Regions from separate parts of the Pogona vitticeps genome. Here region 1 is linked to region 2. The links are chromatin contacts, called in public Hi-C maps. All regions are on one chromosome and are shown on one strand. The core of a region is the stretch at or near the end of the contact, and the rest is flanking DNA. Distances in the headings are between cores, read along the strand shown. Region 1 holds the start of NF2 (NF2, moesin-ezrin-radixin like (MERLIN) tumor suppressor). Region 2 holds the start of LOC110082903 (coiled-coil domain-containing protein 157-like).

Evidence for each region. A called contact is a pair of places that touch in the nucleus more often than the background predicts.
Region 1: a contact with region 2 is called in a Hi-C map of blood, with 9 times the contacts expected there. The contact joins the promoter of NF2 here to the promoter of LOC110082903 in region 2. A contact is called at or near these places in 2 of 2 Hi-C or Micro-C datasets (blood and muscle).

Annotation. Positions count from the first base shown.
Region 1 is chr14:3,349,483-3,352,182 of PviZW2.1, reverse strand. It overlaps NF2 (NF2, moesin-ezrin-radixin like (MERLIN) tumor suppressor), which reads right to left and starts at 1,390. Exons shown (of 16, transcript XM_078381596.1): 1 at 104-1,390. The coding sequence starts at 217.
Region 2 is chr14:2,886,383-2,889,082 of PviZW2.1, reverse strand. It overlaps LOC110082903 (coiled-coil domain-containing protein 157-like), which reads left to right and starts at 1,253. Exons shown (of 4, transcript XM_078381576.1): 1 at 1,253-1,368; 2 at 2,684-2,700.

The DNA of each region.
Region 1 (2,700 bases), core at 141-2,640, 460 kb before region 2:
CGGGAAGGTACACCAGATACATTTACGACAGAAAACGAACCCCTCCAAGCAACATCAAAACACAAGGACCCACTTTAGAAAGAGAACTGTCATGAACAATTACCTCACAGTTGAACTCCATCTCGGCATCCATGGTAATGATCCGCACCGTGAAGGTTTTGGGCTGTTTTCTCTTTAAAGAGCTGAAGCTCATGCGAGATGCAATGGCACCAGCCATGGCCAAAAGAAACCCTGGGCTCTTGACCACTAACTCAACTTTCACTGGCACGCTTTGATGCTCCTCCTTCTCCAGGAGAAAGCCCCCAACACGCAGCTAAACTCACTGAAAATAGGGAACCTTTACTCACAAGTCAGATGCAACAAGGTGGTGAGGGGGGGTCAAACCTGAAAGCACTATTTAGCCCATTTGGGGATTTCCTGGAGGGAAAAGGCTACAGGTCAAAAGCATGCCTCCAAACTTTTATCTACCTATCCCTCAATTTTTATTTTGTCTTTAGTGAGGGGGAGGGGGAAGCCTGAAAAGGGGAAATGCAAAATTAAAGAGAGTAATGAAGGCTTTCTCTCCAGGTTGTGCTCCTTGGCTATATAAATTATTATCCAAAGATCTTTTAGGAGACAAAAAAAACCTTCCAGTGTGAAGCTCAGGAGTCTTAATAAAGAAAAAGCTGGGGGGGACCTGAAAAACCGAAGAAATAAGGTAATGATGGTGAGCAATTAACAACTTGAAAAAGAGATAATGGTTTTGATTAGAGGGTGAAGAGGGAGAGTTTTATTCAAGATTCCCAGTTTTATTTGGGGAAAGAATACTAAACAGCCCTCACATTTAGAGGGAAAAACCTTCGGGGGGGGGGGAATAGTGATGTTGTATTTATCTAAAGATTATCTGACTGGCTTTAGAAACAATTACAGTGTTATTGGTGTTATATTGGAGTAAGGAATCAGCTCCTGAAAATAATAATATTGTATATTGCTCGGAGGTGGCTGCCCATTGAAACAAGAAGGGGCAAGAAGAAACAGTTACGCCTGGAGTAGATAGCAGGGGAAAATATGCACAAAATGGCTGTAATAATGAGGCAATAATAATACAAAAATGGCAATTAAGAACAGGCATAAGCCAGAAATTCGATTTAAGGAAACGGCCAAAGGGGGGGGGGGGCTGAGAGAAAAATAGGAAGGGGGCAGAATTCAGGAGTGGGGTGTATTTATTGGGGGGGGAAATAAGCCTAATTGGGACCCCCCTCCCTCAATAGGGTGGGGTAGGGAAAAGTGGTACCTGATGGAAACTTTTAAAGGGGGGGGGTGTTTGGGGGTCCTGTGAGTGGGAAGGGAGGCCTCTGAGTGAGGACTGAGGGGGGGTCCTGAAGGCGCCCTCCCAGCAATGGAGAGACTCAGCCCCACAAGTTGGGGGAGTAGGCAAGGCTGGGGGGGGGAAATAAAATGGGGGGGGGAGAAAGAAGACGGAAGGCTCCTGGCTCTGGGCCCCCCTCACGTCAGGCGCCTCTCGGGGGGGGGGCAGGCCTTCTCTCTCTCCCTCCCGCTCTCTCTCTTTATTCCCCACCCCCCTCCCTGGCTAAAAAACGACCCCTCACCTCTGCCATCACCGCTTAACCTGCCACTCCTTGCTCCTCTCTCCCCATTGGCTGGGCCGGGAAGAGCCCCGCCTCTCGGAGGCGGGACCCTCCCTGCCCTTCCGACCGCCCGGCCAAGCCTAGGACTATAGAGCTAAAGGAGGCGAGAGCGGCAGTTCCGGTTCCCTTTTGAGCGTCCGCCATTTGCGGGGAAGGGGGAGGAGGGTCCAAGCGCTTGACGCCGCTTCCAGCGTTTATGTCAACGGCTCAGAGAGAGACAGAAAATAAAGATCAGAAGCTTTCATTTTCTATGCGTAATGTCTGTGGGGGGTCATTCTCGCCTCTCCACAAACACCACCTCGGTTTACGCAAATATAACCGGAAATGTCGGCGCGGTTTGGTGGAGACCGAGCGCACCGGTGTGGAGGGAAAAGGGTGGCGAGTCCCCCAATCGGCCTTTCAGAAGGTGGACCATAGAGTGGGAAGCAGAGCGGCTCCCGCTTTGGCTTTGCCCAGGGGAAAGCGAGTTGCCGGAAAGAGAGGCCAGGCTGGACGTGGGTTAAGTTTGGGTGCCCCCCCTGGTGGAAGGAGGAGCCAAGAGAAAATAGGGAAGAAAACAAAGAAAAAGGGGGGAAAGTGGGAAAGGAAAATGGAGGGAAGGAAAAGAAGAGGGAAAAATAGAGAAAAGGCGGAAGGAAGGAAGAGAACGAAAAGAAGAGAAAGGCAGGCAACGAGTTACATTTCAGATGCTTAGACTACAACTCCCATCTGCCCCAGCCAGCATGGGGACAGGTTGTTCACAAATTTCCAAAAGGTAGCAAGTTCTCTCTTGCAGTTTTCAGCCTTGTCAGTATTTTTTTTCTTATGAGGAGACCCATTACAATGAGTGCGAATGGGCCCTGAGTCTTTTTAGAAAGGTGTCCCTTCTTCATAAAAGTGAAAATCTCACGCTGTCCTTGAAACCGGCTTTCCTCCCATAATTCCATGTGAAATTTAAAACACTGCCAGGGGAAACAATTTAAAGCAGTGGCAAATTTAGAAGGAGGTTTATTTTGCTCTTTAGTTTTTCATGACACTTTTTTTTTCTACATTACCTTGCATCTTTTTCCAACTTCAACCATGGATAAAGAAA
Region 2 (2,700 bases), core at 4-2,503:
AAATGTGTGTGTGTGTGTGTGTTCTTACACCCTGGCAAACCTGTGCAGAAATGCAAACCTCCAGTTCTCAAATGATGATGAAGCAGTGCAAGGTCAAAAGCATAGGTTTCCAAAGTGGTCTATATGGATCCCCAAGGGTCAATTTTGACTTGCAGGAGGTCCATGTCAGAGAGAGAGAAAAAAATTGAGGGTGCACGAGATGTAAAGGTGAGCAGATCCCATTAGGCAGATCATAATAAATATTTAGGCGATCCGTAATTACACCAAACACAGCTTCTGTGTACATAATATTTCATAATATTATTTAATTAGGTACTACTGATTTTTTTTCATTCCAAATACAAATATTTACAGTAGTTGCATTTTGTGTTTTTTCAATGAAGGTATGAATAAAAATTGTATGTTTTTTTTTTCTACACTTGAGCACTCTTTCAAAGAACCCTTAAAACACGTTTGAAGTCAATAGATTTAGGAAAATGCGATATTAGGTAGGCAGGGGGTCTACGTATCCAACTCTTCGTGACCCCATGGACCAGAGCACGCCAGGCCCTCCTGTCTTCCATTGCCTCCCAGAGTTTGGTACCAAATTCACATTGGTCTCAAGGTGCTCCAGACGTGGCTCCTGCTTTGCCAAATAGGCGTTGAAGATACACCATGCCCATAGGACAGGTGAGGACAGCTGGCTATTCAGCTGACCCAAAGTGACCTCTAGCTGGCCAGAGGACCCAGAGCAGATTCATTGACAGATTCACAATCCTGGCTGTCTCTATTTGAGAAGAGTCTCCCATGGAACTGCACGCAGCTTTCTCCCACTGAAGGTGTGTGGAGTTCAATATACAATTGTCTTCGAAGTGACACAAGACTCTGGCCATCCTCATCAGAGCGCCTTTCCTTCATTTGCTGAAGCTGACTTGAAGTCATCAATCAATCAATCAATCAATCAATCAATCAATCAATCAATCAATCAATCAATCAATCAATCAATCAAACCCCGCCTTTCTCCTGAAAAGGATCCAAGGCGGGTCTCCTCCTTTCCCTCCCCCCTCAAGCCTTTTTGACAACCCCCTTGCACAGGGGTAGCATTTTGTGGGGGTGCTTTTAATAAACCTAAGACAGCTCTCGCCATTTGCGCCTCCTCTTTGGTGCGAGCGGGTCGAACGAGAACCGGAAGAGTCAAGTCCAAAAGGCCAAGCTTACTTCTTCTTCCCTCTTTCTCCCCTGAGGGGGCGGGGCTTAGGGGGGGGCGTTCCAAAGGGGCGGTGCCATGGCGGGCGTGCCGGGGAAAGGTGTCGGGGGTTGCCATGGCAGCGGTCAAGGCCTAGAAAGCGAGGGCGAGCCTGGTGGCAGTAGTGGAGATTCATTCGACAGGTGGGTCGGTTCCCCCCCCACCGATTTTCAGGGGGCTTTTTTTCTGGGACCCTGAGATTTCTCCCCCCCCCCCTTTTGCCCCGCAGGCGAGCCTGGAACGGCCCCTTTACGCCCTATATCCTCATCTCTAGGTTAAGGGAGATCCTCTTTTCGAGCACTTCCGGCAGAGCGCCTCTGAGCACGTGCAGAGTGCTTTCCCTCCCGCTCCCCTGACACGCAGGCAGGAGTTGCAATTCTCATAAGCCAGCACTGCTCATGCAACAAATACACAGTTCGTGCAATGAATGTTGCAAGCTGGTCTTTACATTGCAATGCCCCCCCCAGGCAGCATTTCTCACGTGCACCCCCCAGTCCTGGTTGCAACAGAGGTGCAAGCATCCTGGCAAAGTCATGCACAGGATCAGGGCAGTGGTATGGCCGTTACGGTGCAGCCACTGCTCATTCTTAGTACCTCCAACAGCACAGCATGTGTTCAGAAGTCATCTCTGAAAAATGCAATTCTAAACCCACCTGCAAAGGAGAAGATAACTCTGTACATCTTGAGATCACGATACGTATTAATCAATTTTGTTCATATTATAATCTTAGAACTGCGGGAACTGGAAGGGACCCCATGGGATCATCCAGTCCAGCCTCTGTCATGGAGGCACCGTGGGGAATTCGAACTCCCAACCTCTGGGCTCTGCAGCCGGAGACCTCAACCCCTGGGCTATCCAGCACTTCTCGTTTTTGTGTTTAGAAATATAATGAGAAATGGTTTTCACCCACTTTTGTTTCTTGGTAGAAATAAAAGAAGACTCCTGTAGGACAATCTGTAAGGAACAAGGGGGTTCGTGGCCGGGAAAGTTGTCCTTCCCTGAACTGTTGGCATGATCCACTTCACAAGCTGCCCCAGCAATGGGCTTTAAATCTCACCGTCTCTAGGACCTGGGCATTCTTGGGATTGTTTATCCCACTGTGTCCAAACCCAGTGCCCCCAATGTGCCCCCCAGTACAATAATGCCCATCACGCCAGCCAGCCTGGTTGGGGTTGACAGGCGAGGCTGTCTGACACATCTGTAGAGTGCAAAATAGCAGGAAATTGGGGGCTCATCTGTATTCAATGGATGGGAATTTTTAAAGAAGAGATCCAAGCTGGGGTTCCCCTGTTTTTGCCAAACTTCTGAACGGAAGTAGAGTGAGGGGTGCGACGGCTACTGATGTCTTTCCCCATCAGTTGCTTTCCCTCTTCCAATTTACATCTGTGTTTTCTATTCTGTTGCCTTGACCAGCTTAATGCAGGCTAGCGGTCACGCACGTGTCTTTCTCTGCCCAGGAACATCTCTCGTTAAG